Linked DNA regions of Sus scrofa: all the other regions are linked to region 2. The links are chromatin contacts, called in public HiChIP or PLAC-seq maps. All regions are on one chromosome and are shown on one strand. The core of a region is the stretch at or near the end of the contact, and the rest is flanking DNA. Distances in the headings are between cores, read along the strand shown.

Region 1 (4,870 bases), core at 21-2,520, 290 kb before region 2:
TAAGCCGAAACATTTTTAAGCACTGTAAAAATAACCACTGGTGCTTCAGGTTCTCTCCCTTGCTGAAGTATCCATGGAAAGCTGGAGTTTTAGTGGTGGAACACCCCTTTCCCAGTCGTGGGAGGTGGGGCTCTCACACACGGGATCCGTCGCCGGGATCATCGCCCACTTCAGCTGGGTTCCCTCAGGCCGCAGACGTCCCGCCCCCTGCCACCTCCGTACATTTCATTGGCCAGGGCCTGAATCCGCCTCGGCTCCTGACTGGTGGCTGCTCCTATCTGTCTGCGCGGCGGGGACATTTCCGCATTGAGGGGGGCTGCTCCGAATGGAGGGGGAGGGGAAGTGTTTAGGAGAAAGGGGGGGCTTTGGGTGTTGCGAGACCGCAGCCAGGTGGACAGAGGGGGTTCAGTAGCTGGGCTGCGACCACTGGCGAGAGGCTGGAGGTGTGCATGTGTGAAAGGAGAAGGGGAGAGAGAAGGGTGCCGCAGAGGTGATAGTCTCTCAGTCTGCGAACCTTCTTCCGGGGGCGCCATAAACGCCCCCAAGTTCTCAGCTGCTAAAGGAGGAGGTGGAAGGTGGGTCTCCGAGGCGGTTTGGGGAGGGGCCGGGGCGGACTTCCCACCACCCCTTGGGCGGGTGCGTTCCTCCTCTCTAAGGCGTTTAGAGCCCCTCTGCCTGACCCACAGTTTGGCCCCAGAGGCCGAATTTGGGTTCGGCCAGGAGGGACTAGAATGTGCAGTAGTCCGGGCGGGCCCTCCCGGGCTCCTGTACCTCGGACTCGGGGCGGCGCACGGGTTCTCCCCTCCCGGGTGGCCCCCTAGTGTCCTCTGAGGGGGAGGGGCCCTGGAGCCTTCGGCCCCTCCCGGGAAAAAGCCGCCGCAGTGTTGCCGCCACTCGCAGCCGGGAGGGGGGCGCCGGGAGGCCCTTGCACGCCCGCGCACGGAATTTTTAGCACCTCCTAGTCCCGGGATATTTATGGGCTGGTAGAAATGGTTCCATGGACCCTCTTTGCGCCTCTTTGCCCCCTCTCCCTCCTCCCGACCCCTGTTTGGGCGGGGACTGCAGTTGGCCGGAGTTTTCCGGGGAATGGGCCGGAGCCTGTACGGCAGCGAGGGGAGGGGGAACCGGGGGCGCGGCCCGCCTTTGCCTGCTGCTGTCCGGCCCCGGAGGGCGTGGGGACCCGGGGGCGGTGAAGTAGCTGCTCTAGATCCGCCTCTTTCATTGATGAAATTTAAGTTCTTGTGATTTTACCTTTTCCGGGAGTCTCCATCTGGCCCTCATTTGTGTTGGGGTGCAGTGTGGGCTGGAGTTCCAAGCAGACTCAGTCGCACCAAGTTTCTGTCTTTTGGAAGTGGGGAAGGTTCTCCTGGGTGGTTTTTTTTTTTTTTTTTTTTTTTGAGGTAGTTTTAGTCGCTTTTAAGAAATACTCCCATAAGTGGCTAAGCATTGGAAGAGGAGAAAGAACTCGTCGGTCGGTTGTTAAAGCAGAGGTGGAAGAGAGACCCGCTCTATAGCGTGACTCCTCTAGAAATTTAAATATATATACAAAAGCCAGAGTATTTTAATAAATCCCTAAAATGTCGAGATTTGTACAAGGTAAGACACGCTTCTTATCTCCCGGGTTACTTTAGTAGTACTGAATTTGGGTACTGACAGTCGAGAGGTTGGTGGGTGGTTTCAAAGTGGAAATGTTCATTTGAGATACTGTTTGCAAAACCCTTTTCGTTAAACTGACATTTGAGCTGTCTTGAGTGCTGGCTGGGTTGGTGTTTCAGATACGTATAATTTATACCCTGGTACTCTGCTGCGTTTAGTTCTGCCTCCCTGGAATCAGGTTAGTAGCACTCTGGCTCCCCAGGATAGTGGCTGAAAATGAGAAAACAGGATTTTGGCTGCTGATTAATCCCTGTTCTCTTTTCTTGGTCGAAGTCAAGGTAACTCTGTGGGTGCAGATGGGAAGAAGAACTGGAGGGCTGGGGAGAGGCAAGTGGGTTTTTGCCAGGACTGTTGGGGAAGCTTTAGTGTTCTCAGCTTCTCCATTGGTGTGTACGTGGTTTGAGTCTCAGATTCATTTATTGCGAAACCGGGAGTAGCTCCTAGAAGCTGGAGGTCATTTCAGTAGGAGAAATGACTTTGCTGCATTGCTGTGTTTATTTATTTTTTCCTTCTTTGAAATCTGGAGGATTATTAAGGTTTCTTTGAAATTTGAAAATTGCCCTCTAAATTCTGTGTGTTTTTAAAAAAGGGTTAGGGAATGCCACTCAACTGAGTTGAGCTTTAACATTGTGTATACGTCTGTGAATGTGAACACATTGAAGTTGGTGCTACCTTAAACCTCTGTCACTAATTTGTAGCATAGGACTTGCCTTGTGGTATGCAAGTAAACCCTTCTCTTTCCGACCCCAGAGTGTGAAAGCTTCAGCCATCTTGCTGAACACACAGCTAGTAAAGTTCACAACCACTTTTTGAGACTGTCAGTAAATGTAGATGTACCTTAAAAAATTGTGCCAGTAATGGTTATCATTTGACCCTGGGCATGAAAATACCCTAGTAGGTTTTAAAGTACTTTATTAACTCTTTTTTCAGTTTTGTATATAATAAAGAGAATTTGACTTGCCTGCATTATTATGAAAGCATTTGAGACACTCATGTCTGCTTTTAGCACTAAGCTCAGAAATGTCAGTTGTCATTAGACTTTTAAATTCATATTATGCCTTGTAAGTGGTGAGAGATGCTTTTTATGTTCATATTGAATAAACATCTTAGGCAAGAATAGAAAGCGGAGGTAATTGTCAGAAGTTTGCTGGTTTTGTAGCAACAGCAACAATATTTAATTACCAGAAAGCCAATATTGTAGGAATATACTAGAGAAAAGTGGACATGTCACTTCTCTTTAAAAGTTAATAGTATTAGTTGAACTCCAGGTGTTCCTTGTTTACACTTTACAGAACTTACAGAGAATTGACTAATTGTCACATCCTTTGCTGTTAATGACTAACTGTTTTCAGGAGATTTCTAAATCAAGTGGGAATACCTGTGTGTATTGTTACTCCTTTCCCTTGTCAGCCACTTTTTAAAAAAATAAAATTTTTACGTTGGAATAATTTTAGATTTATAGAAAAGTTGCACGTATGTCAAAACTAAGAAATTATCATAAGTACTTTACTATTAACTAAACTACTGACTTACTCAGACTGCTTTTCCTTGATTCAATCTAGCATTGCATTTGGCTGCCATCCAATTTTGCTCTAATGGTAGTTTTCCTTTTATTTTTAATTATTTATTTATTTTCATTTTTTTACCTTTTCTAGGACCGCTTCCCACGGCTTATGGAGGTTCCCAGGCTAGGGGTCTAATCAGAACTGTAGCCACCGGCCTACGCCAGGGCCACAGCAATGTGGGATCTGAGCCGCGGGTCTGTGACCTGCACCACAGCTCACGGCAACGCTGGATCCTTAACCCACTGAGCAAGGCCAGGGATCGAACCCACAACCTCATGGTTCCTAGTTGGATTCATTAACCACTGTGCTACAAGGGGAACTCTGGTAGTTTTCCTTTTAAATTGGCAGTTTTGCACTAAAAGATGACACCTCTCCCCTCAGAGGAAAAATTCAACACAATTGTGCTCCCGTGTATTGTTGTTTAAATTTGTACTTCAGGTATAAAGTCTCCATGTGTTTGTTTCATTAACATGTCTGCTATATTAGAAGTGATAAACCTTATTGGCTAATGACTATACTATCTCCACAGATCACTTTTTAAGTTTAAGGGTTGGGATTTTTGTTTTTTAATTTTTGGGTAGCAGATCAAATTGTTCTTTGCTGTAGCACTTACTGATATTTCCACTCACTGACACTTAGCTTGTGCCACTTCATGATATTGGGGAAAAGTGACCCCAGCTCGGATCGTCAGGGTTGGAAAGTAAGACACGAACACAAGGAGATCTGGAAGAGGCTCTTTACTGTTACAAGGCTCTTTAGCGTAAGTGCTCCCGGTCGGTGATGAGCAGGCCAGTGAGCAAGTGCCCGCAGATAAGGAAGAACCCACTGTTTATCCCTATTGCAGGTGGTACGTCTGTCCCCTTGGCATTGGTCAGCTCAGGGTTGGGTAATTTGAAACAAACTTACTGGGAGAAGAGGGAAAAGGGGTGGGTGGGTGAAGGAGGGTGTCTCACATAAAGCAGGAACAAAATGGAGTAACCAAGGCTTCCTTTGATAGAAAAGATGTATGTTAATTCTCACAATAAGGAAAAGATTGAACAAATATTAGGCTCCTGAACTGTTTTCTTATGCTGTTTCATTTAAGCTTCACAAGAGCCCTGAGAGGTAGTAGACTTTTATCAAGACCTTAGAGGTGAGGAAATTGAGGTATTTTAGCTAAAGTTCACAGCTAGTAGCGCTGAAATTGGTACATAAACGTGTCTAAGCCTTTGTCATTTTCCGATACCTTATTTTGCCTCTTACATTAAAAACTTACCAGGAACAATGGCTTGTTTCTCCAGCTAGACTGCCAGTACCCTGTGGGCAAAGATAATATATCCCTGGGGGAAATACATTGTTTTCACGTGGTGGATGCTCTTAAAGAATTTGTCTTGGATGACAAATGAAAAACTCAGCACTTTTGGAGTTTCTGTCGTGGCATATCAGAAACGAATCCAACTAGGAACCATGAGGTTTCGGGTTCTATCCCTGGCCTTGCTCAGTGGGTTAAGGATCGGAGTTGCCACGAGCTGTGGTGTAGGTCACAGACTCAGCTCGGACCTGGCGTTGCTGTGCCTCTGGTGTAGGCCGGTGGCAACAGCTCTGATTGGACCCCTAGCCTGGGAACCTCCATTTGCTGCGGGTACAGCCCTAAAAAGACAAAAAGACAA
Region 2 (4,655 bases), core at 1,478-3,977:
ACAGCACTAGACTCAGTTTCCTGCCCTGTACTTTTCAGTCATTTCCTTTAAGGGTCCCTAAGAAACCAGGAAACCTGCAATTCTAGCCTCTGACAGTCCACACTAACTTCCGCCTTTGGACTCCAGTGACTGAATAAAGACATTGTGTTAGTAGCTTCCTTAAAATACAAATGTCTGGTAAATCTGGCTTGTAAATGCTACAGGAAAAGTTCAACATAACCAACTGTAAGGTGACTTAAATGAAAATTTTAAGGAGAGCACAGACTTTTGCCCCTTTCCCCTCAAATCTACCACTAAAGCACAATTCCCAGCTCATTTTTTTTTCAAGTCAATAACTACTATTATTACATTACAGCACTTCCATAACACTAATAAAAACCTAGGTAACAAGTTTTCTCTTTAAAAGTCTTAAATTTATTAGATGAAGCATTATAACCACTTCACTACATGCATCTTTCCATACATACCCTTAACTATTTTTCAACTGCTTGTTTTAAACTTAAGATTTCTTTCAACATACTATAGAAAGAGGACTTTCAACATACTATAGAAAGAGGTCAGGTTAGAGGACAGGTTATCAAAATAAACATCTTTCCCTTTACTGATGGAACCACCAGAGTCTAAAATCTGGGGGCAACTATAAAATACGAAATTAAATTCAGGAGAATTTAGGATAAGAGAAAGTACTGTTACTCCAATTCTGACAATTAGTCACCTCAGGAAATAACTAACTAGTAGTGATGATGCTTGATTTAAAATTTTGGTACCTTCCAGTCTGGATCAATTATCAAAATAAACAAACTTGTTCTCAGCATTAAGTATTTTCTTCTAGAAGAGGATGTTAGTGTGAATAAAAAACATAAAAATGCATATGCTTTATTTGTACAAGAAAGACAATGTTTTGAGAGCTGTAAATCTGATCACCCTGAAAAAACATTTTGTTGGTTATAAAGAAAAGGTCATAAACGGAAACAGAAGAGCTTAAGAAACTGAACCTTCTCCACAACTCAAAAATTTACATTCACACTACTAGGCAAACTAAAAAAAAAAAGCAAAACAAACAAACAAAAAAACAGCAAACAAAAAACCTCTTACGGTTCTCCTCAATTACAAAAGAAATACATATTCAAGTAGAAAAAGACAAAGCCAGTTGTGAAACAAAAGATCAGCTGCTATGCAAACAAAATAGCATTTTGTAGAATAAGAGAAGTACACAGCCTTTGAACCAAAACAAATAGATGACCTTTTCTTACACTTAAAGCTTCTGGTTCTTTGTACAACCAGTACCTTATGGATAAGGTGCTCACTCAATTTGATGACTAAACGATGGGAAGGCTGTTGGTGCTATTAAAACCAAGACACAGTTCCTTGTGTGTTGTGACTAAATCTGTTAAACCTACATTAAAAAAAATCTCTGCCCTCCCACCCCCATGATTGCTGTCTTGCCTACCCGCAGGTACAAAAATAAAAGCAGATGGGTGAGATGAGTTTATGGTGTACAGTATTCTTTCTCCCCATTCGTAGCATTTTTCAAGAGTCCTTTGAGGTTTTAAGATTCAAAACATCGTGTAAGAAGAGTTATTGTTTCAACTACCTAACAATTACCCAGACTTCTTTTAGACTTCGGTTAACCTGTAAGTAAAATGAGTATCTTCAACTTTTCCATAGGGCACTGAAGAACCAGTTCTTACTCATAAATGCTTTCAGGTCCTCAGACACCAGGCGTGGTGGAAGATCAAGGGTATCCATCAATTAGCGAGCTCTTCCGGACCTCAGTTTACCCACTTACGGAAACCGGGGCATTAACTTTGTTTCGTAGGGGCCCCGGAGGTGTAACTAATTGGTGTTTTTAAGTGCTCTGAGATCCACAGATGAAAGGAAACGCGAGGGACAAGCAGTGATGATGACAATAATCATGACAATAAACAAAATGACTAACTTGGAAGTCTGTGTTATGTAAAGAAGGAAAAAGAAGTTATCAGATTCGTACAAACAAAAGAAAAGCCCTCCGCCCCCCTTTGTTTCTCTTTCAATTCTACCTCGTTCCCCGCCCCCGCGAAGCTCCCCTCCCTCAGCTGGTGGCCCGGCGCGGGGCGCGGGGCTCGGACTTGGCCGCCGCGCGCCCGTTCCTGGGCGGAGGGGGAGGGCGCGTCGGGCCGGCTCCTGACAAAGGCGCTTCCTCCTGCGAAGGCGCGGGATGAGGGCGCCGCAAACTCCGCTTCGGCGCGGGGGCGCGCAGGCGGGCGGGGAAAGCTGGCCGCCTAAACCCGGCCGTCCGCCCCGGGAAGCCGCCGAGGAAGTTGCGCGCCCGCCTGGCCCGCACCCCTCGCCCGCTCCGTGTCGACCCCTCCCGCGGCGTGCCGCGGCCACACTCACCGGACAATTGCTGGTGGCCGGAATCCCAGCACGGCCCCGAGACCCGGGGCGAGGGGGTGAAGTGTGCGTGCGCGGGGAGCGCGAGCAGACAGCCCGGCGTTCCGCCGCCGCCTTCCGCGCCAGCCGGCCGAGCCCGGCGAGGGGAAGTTGGCCGCGGAGCTGAGCGCTGACGAGCCGCGGGCGGAGGGAGAGCCGCGGGGCCCGCTTTGTGATGCGCTCCCGGAGGGCTCGAGGCAAACCCGAACGCGCGGCTCGGCTAGTGCTGCTGCTGGAGGCGGCAGCGGCGGCGCCCCCCGACGGTCCCTCCGCCTCACTCCGCCTCTGGGTCACTGACACACACTCAGAGGGAGGGGAGGGGACTAGCTGGAAGGCGGGGCCGGAGGGAGGGGACGGGGCAGGGCCATAGAGGGAGGCGGTGCCGCGGCGCCGAGCGGTCTCTTGGGAGTTGTAGTTCTCTGACTGAAGAAAAAGGGGTACATTGTTGAGGACGAGTCCCTGCTCGCTCCGCACTGCGCATGCTCGGGAGGGAGAGGGTCGGCCCCACTGTTACTATGGTCACAGACATACTGAGGAAGGGAACGTGTTCAGCGCGGCTGCTGGCTGAACAAGGCCCTCCTTGTGTTATGGTGCTGTTAAGGATCCTACTTTTAGCTGGTCCTTCTTACTTCGCTCCACCCCCAATTTCCTAACCTCACCACTCACAAGTGCTCAGTGAAATCTGACTTCTTCATATTTTGGTCTTCCCTGCTGCTTAATTTTATGCCATAAATGCCGAATCACAACCATTTCCCTTCCCTCAAGGGAGCCCTCCCTGCCTTAAATTCAAGGGTTTTTTCCGTTTATTTTTTTAACCTAAGACTTGTAGAAACGTAGTTGCTTCCAATAACTTTACAATTAAGTTATAAAACTGCTAGGAACAAATCCATTGTCAGATTCCCATAGTTAATTTCTTCGCTCAAGTCACATCTAACTGGCTTCTTTAAGGCCAGCAAAGGTAGAGCTCAGGATCAAGATCGCTATATCTTACTTGATCGGTGCAAAGTAATCAAACGTTTAAATTTTAAGGCCTAGAATTTTTAAGAAATAAGAATTTCATAAAGTATAAGTTCAAAAGATAAGTGAAAAGTTGAAAATTGTTTACTGTATATACATTGGCAACTTTCAATTAGCAATAAGAGAAGTCTGAACCACTGTCTGAGTATGCTGTTGGGCTGGTCAGCTAGGGCTACACCCATACAGGGCACCCAGGTGTAAATAGTGGCCGAAGAGGGTGGTGAAAGGCAAACATGTTATTGGATCTCTAGAGGACTTAAGACAGCCTGTCCAAGCTCTTTTGTTTTTCTTCTCTGCCCACCTAGAACCCCATACTCTGGAAGAAAAAAGATCAATGTTTAGAAATCAGAAACAGGAAAAGTTGAGGTTTTCAGATAGAGAGTTTCAAGATCAAGGATCCTTATGTTTGCAGACCACATAATTATTCATTTAGAAAACATTCTTGAATATACTACGCCTCAGGTACTTTATTAGTTCTCAGAAAGAGAGATACAGGAATGTAAAAGAAACACTGTTTAAGTGCTTACTGTGCAAAAGAGGAGCCAGGTAAATAAATAGACTCAGTGTGATAATACCTTAATAGGAAAGTACACCAGGTGCTTCAACACACAGTTACCCCAGGCTCAGGCAGTTTCAGAAAATGCTTCAAAGAACGCTTAAACTTGAGGATGACTAGGAGTTAGTGTGTTTGTGTGCTTTGGTGGAGGAAGAAAAGAGAAGTGAGTGAGAGCAGAGGGTGGGGGGGCTGGGGGTGAGGTGGAAGGCAGCAAGAGCAAAGTGCTAGAGGCATTAGAATTTGGTTCAGCAAAGAGTTCAGCATTGCTGGTTGTAGGGTGGAATTGAAGGGAGTGGCAAGAGGAGACAGTGAAAGGTAAAGGAGACAGATCATGAAGAATCTTGTACCATATGCTAAGGAATATAGGCTCTTTTCTACAAGCAACAGAAAGCCATGCCAAGATTGGAAGCACATGAAATTTTGATAAGATATGCACTTTAGAAATGCATTTTATGCATTAAAAAAAAAAAAAAAAAGGCCTGAATCAGCAGTGGCAGAAGACAGAACTGAGGGAAATCACACTATTTAAGGAATAGAATTAATAGAACCTAGTGATTAAACAACCTTTGTTTGGGGGTGAAGTTATCAATTAAGATGCTTTCTGTTGTAAGCAGCAAAAAACCCAACTCTAACTGGCTTAACCAATAAACCCAACATTGACCTGCCTAAA
Region 3 (4,711 bases), core at 2,211-4,710, 290 kb after region 2:
AAGCTTAGCAGCTTAAAGCAATGAACATTGATGATCTCATGGTTCTATGGGTCAGGAATGTGAGCGTGGCTTAGCCGGATTGTCCAGCTCAGGGCCTCTCACAGGCTGCAGAAGCAGGCCAGGGGAATTCCCACTGTGGCAAAGTGGGTTAAGAAGCCAACTGCAGCAGCTCCGGTTGCTGTGGAATTGCAGGAAGTTCGGGTTCAATACCTGGCCCAGCACAGTGGGTGAGGGATCCAGCATTGCCACAGCTGTGGTATAGATCACAGCTGCAGCTCCGACTCAGGATTTAATCCCTGGCCCGGGAACTGCCATATGCTGCAAGTGTGACCAATAAAAAAGAAGATGGCCAGCGTGGCCCTCACTCAAGGCTCAGATGGGGAAGCGTCCTCTCCCAAGCTCACTCAAGACCATCCCCCAAGTGGTCATTTCATTGGCAGGACTCAATTCCTTGTGGGCCACTGGGTTGAGAGTCTCAGTTCCTTGCCAGCTCTTGGCTAGAGGTGACCGTCAGTTCCTTGCAACATAAGCCTTCCCATAAGGCAGCTTATAACATGGCAGCTGGCTTCATCAGGGTGCACAAGGGAAAGGGGGGATCACAGACTTTGGTAAAATAATGTCAGAAAGGATATCCCATCACTTTTGTCATATTTTACTCATTAGAAGTAAGTCACTAGGTCAAGCTCACACTCGGGGCGGGGGGAGATTACATGAAGTCCTAGACACTAGGAAGTGGTGATCACTGGGGACCTAGAAGGCTGATTACCTCACTACCCTTCTGGTGAGAGCAACCTTCCTTCCTCTGTAAAGGCACATATGATTCTGGTACGACCTCTCTCCATAATACCTGCCCTCCCTGGTTTCTGAAGCCTAGATCCATGCCAAACACACACCTCAACAAATCCGAATGGGTTGATAAGCCCAATATATATCAGTCTCTCAAGCAGAGGAGCAGACAGTCTGATTGGGACAAGGACACACCCCTTGGTTTCACCGCCTCGTTGGGCATTTAGGAATTTTGTCAGGCGAAACTCTGATGTGTGTTTGTAAAACTGCTCCTCCAATGAAACCACCAATTGCTCAAGTGAAAAGTAATAATTCCTCACAACTGGCAGGGCAACCCATCAGTAACCAGCATGCAGCCCAGTGCTAACGGGTGCGGTGCTGCTGGTTTGGAAGCCAACCAAAGAGCCAGCCAGTAAACATGACGGTTGCCTGGGTACATAAACACCAAACCAGCTTCTCATCGCTTCATCCCCGAGACAGTCCAGTCACAGCATCCGTGACATCCACAAGCGGTTGCTTGTCAGCTCTTGTCAAATGCAGTGGCCAGAGCCAACCACCCCCAAAATGCAGATATTCAGGACAAAAACACAGAAGCAGCAGTTTTTATAAGAAGCTAGGCAGCGTTTGTGTGTGAGTATTCAGAAAAAGTGGTATTTTTTCTAAGGCGAGTATAAGACAAGGGCCTGTGTGAAAAGAGAAAATTTCTCTCCTTCTAAGACCACATTCTTTCCTCCAGCTAGAAGCTGGGCAGGACTGGAAGGGAAAATTTAGTTTGAATTTTGTACCCACCCGACTACAGAAAGGCCCTCTGGGGGACAGTCTGCTGGACTACATAGGGCTGACCACGTGGCACTTCATTTCTCACTTGTGTAGATCCTAGGGAAGCAATGCAAGTGCTTTTGGAATCTATAAGGAGAGCAGGGTAGGAAATGAGAAACCTTCGTGCCTAAGGTGGCATGAATAATGGGAACAAAAGATTTTAAATGCAAAGTTCAATCCCTTGTGTTGATTGGGATTCAACTCCAGGGCATAGTGGGGCTTTCAGGATTACAGTGGGTGGCCTCTTACATGAAAGGAATTCAGTGGAACTCTCTTACCCCCAATCATTGTCCCCATCTCATTTGTTTAGCTATACCAAGCCTGGTTCCCAAAAGCAATGTGTCCTCATCCTGTGTAGGCCTCAGGGGGCTACCAATGGTTTTTAAGCAAGAGAACTTCATCATCAAATATGACTTTCAGAGCATTGGAATCAGTGCTGAGGATGGAATTAGAGAAAACAGAGGTGACTAGCCATCCAGATGAATCCTAACCAGTGACTGTGGAGGAGAGAGGATAGAGATTATTTAAGAGATAGAATAATTAGGATTTCTTGGCTGGCTGAATGTGGCACAGAGTAAAAAAATAAAAAATAAATAGCTAGAAAGTTTCTTGTTTAGGAGATTTTGTGAATGATGACACCACCAAAGCAGACTAACAACATAGGAGGAGGAGCATTCTGCAAAAAAGGAGAGATAAAAAGCATGAGGAACACTTTAGTGAAAAGTGCCACATCATGATGTGTCCTGCTACAAGTGCAGGGGACAGATAATGTTGCTAACGAGGGTCACTTGTTGCCGCAATGGTTGGTTGTGAGTTGACCTCCAGCTGCATCCTGTGAGGTTGCTCTGTCTCACGTCCACGGCCGGTCTTACATGCAGATCTCGCCCCATGGCATGATCACTATGGCCATTAGAGGAACTCTGAGACTGTAGGAATGGGGCAGAACAGGCCTAGAGCCACCCTTAGAGACCCACCTAGGAGGCCTCTCCTACTGACAGTGGGCCTGGCGTATACCACTTTCATATGTTCTAAATATCTGGAATTTGGGCAGAAATCTGCGGTAGTGGGAAACTGAGCACACCAGGGTAGATATTCTGACTGTTGTGATCATCCTCAGGCCCTAATCAGACCTCCCAGCCTGAAGGATGAAGAGGGAAGAGGAGTCCTTTCCAAGCAGACTAGTCTTCTCTCCCCACCCCAAACACCTTCTACCCATGTCAGAGCCTCTGCTGCTTCTTCTTCCTTGCCCCCAAATTGTCTTCCTCCTCCACACTGGGCAAGTCTATTGGCCAGGCAGCTTCCTTCTGAATGGCAGTTACTGCCTCCCTCTGGACTTGATAGGCTGTTTGCTGCACAAATAGAAGGCTTTTGTTCAGCTTGGGGTTTTTTTTATATTGATTATTTACTTTCACCTTGTTTTAAATAAAAGTTTGAGGCACCCTGCAGTATAATTTTTTTTTTTTTTAAGATAATGGAAGGACTGGCGGATGCCTTGCTTGGGGCTGACTCCGAGGAGGAAATGTCGAGGCGCCCCCTTCTGGCAGGTTTTGCTCCTGCAGCCTTCTGCTCCGCCGAATGCTGCAGCTTTTGGGAGGCCCTGCGCTGTTTCACGAGGGAGAATCACCCAGCTTCAGAAAACGCTCTCGTTTTCTGAAACAGTGGTCAGTGTCTCCTGCTAGACTGACCATGTTTAAAATTCATTCCATCATTTTCTGCCCTTCTCTCTCACTAGTTCTTGCACAGATCTTCAAACAAATATTAATTTGTTCTTCCGTGGAACATTTCCTGGGCCCTGACGCTGAGGCAGCACTTTGCTAGCAGGGTGAGCTTTCAGGCGAATGAAGCGCACTCCCTGCCCCGGGAGTCCGGCATCAGCAGAGCTGCCCACTTTCGGTAGTAGAGCCCTCGCCAGCCCAGGCTGGGAACAACTCAGAGTAAAAGAGCTCCCCTGTCTAGGGCTCGGACTCAGGCCCGTGGGTAACTTTAGCGTCTATCTAGAATTTTCAGGAAATGGGCGTATTTAATCGGGAGTTACCTTCCTTGTTATCCTGGTCCTTCGTCTAGGCTGAGGCAGAACGAGGCTGCCCCCTGCAGGTGGGAAGAAAAGGTACGCATCCTGAAGGGGGCACTCCTAAGCTCCTCCTAGGTGACCTTCATCGCAGAAGCCTCCTTCCACTGGGCGGAGGTAGACTAGAGCAGCGATGCTTGCTCGACAGGTGAGCCGCAGACGAGCGGCAGGGGCAGCACCTGGGAACTTGTTAGAAAGGTGAATTCTCAGGTCTTACCCTAGTGCTACTGAAAGGCAACTCTGGGAGTGCTAAGTCCCCCCTTAGCAAACCCTCCAGGGAATTCTGATACACCTCAAGTTCGAGAACCACTGGTCGGGAGCGAGCAGCGTAGCCACTTCCAGAAGCTTCTAGATTGCTTGGCTTCGCGAGACTTCGTCTCTCCTGCCTCATATCAGCCTCAGAACCACAGCATTTCAGAGGTACCTACTGCATACCCCTTCCCTTTACAAATAAGAACAATGAGGCGCAAGGGCGTGTGGTTTGCCCAAGACAATCCTGTCAGGGATTCTCCCCTGTGCCTCCCAGATGACACCAGAGGAAAAGGGAGGCCAGGGAAGGTGACTCTCCCAGGGTTCCTAAGACCTACCTGCTCTGGGTTTGGGGGCTCTCTCCTTTCGCCGGTATGTCTCTCCCACGCCGGTGCCTGAAGTACCGGCAGCTGTAGACCCACGGGATGGGTCTCTCTCCATCCCTCGTCTTGTCTTGGGCGGGCGGTGGGGGGTTTGGGGGGGCGGCGTTGATGTTCCCTTCAGCCTTCTCCTTTGCGATTGCCATAGTCCTGCCTGCAACTCATTCAGAGACCAAACAGGAAGGGCCCGGCTGTGAAAGGATCACAGCAGGATTTGGTTTTGTTTTTTATCAATCTCCAGGATCTGTAACTACTTGTCAATCACAGAGAGGTAGGAAGCCACCAGAAAGAGGAAAACACATTCCCTCTCTGCGGGGTCATGGGGTACAGATAGATGTCTTTGCTGGTAAGTGCCAGTGTCTTTTTGGCAGGTTGGAATGAAGGAGATGCTCTGCCTTCCTCTCCTCGA

Evidence for each region. HiChIP or PLAC-seq counts read pairs in DNA pulled down with a chosen protein or histone mark.
Region 1: an H3K27ac HiChIP or PLAC-seq map of alveolar macrophages shows a contact between it and region 2. The contact joins the promoter of LOC106507380 here to the promoter of PELI1 in region 2. A contact is called at or near these places in 3 of 47 Hi-C or Micro-C datasets (embryonic fibroblasts, heart right ventricle and liver) and 2 of 2 datasets of contacts at active chromatin or transcription factors (alveolar macrophages and skeletal muscle).
Region 3: an H3K27ac HiChIP or PLAC-seq map of alveolar macrophages shows a contact between it and region 2. The contact joins the enhancer-like site here to the promoter of PELI1 in region 2. A contact is called at or near these places in 1 of 5 promoter capture datasets (liver), 7 of 47 Hi-C or Micro-C datasets (embryonic fibroblasts, fibroblasts, heart right ventricle and 3 more) and 2 of 2 datasets of contacts at active chromatin or transcription factors (alveolar macrophages and skeletal muscle).

What each region holds. Positions count from the first base shown.
Region 1 is chr3:78,027,163-78,032,032 of Sscrofa11.1, reverse strand. It overlaps LOC106507380 (proline-rich protein HaeIII subfamily 1-like), which reads right to left and starts at 1,270. Exons shown (of 2, transcript XM_013987892.1): 1 at 1,252-1,270; 2 at 171-1,198. The coding sequence starts at 1,270. The coding sequence ends at 171. It overlaps UGP2 (UDP-glucose pyrophosphorylase 2), which reads left to right and starts at 1,400. Exons shown (of 10, transcript NM_213980.1): 1 at 1,400-1,596. The coding sequence starts at 1,578.
Region 2 is chr3:77,738,532-77,743,186 of Sscrofa11.1, reverse strand. PELI1 (E3 ubiquitin-protein ligase pellino homolog 1) reads right to left here and starts at 2,727. Exons shown (of 7, transcript XM_021087454.1): 1 at 2,377-2,727.
Region 3 is chr3:77,446,175-77,450,885 of Sscrofa11.1, reverse strand. No RefSeq gene overlaps it. Among named protein-coding and RNA genes, the nearest start is that of AFTPH, 26 kb to the right of the region's middle. Within about 2 kb of position 3,460, at least 46 of the 83 cell types and tissues checked have an H3K27ac peak or open chromatin away from gene starts, as enhancers often do. A contact at or near this core is called in alveolar macrophages, embryonic fibroblasts, liver and 3 more, where this site is marked.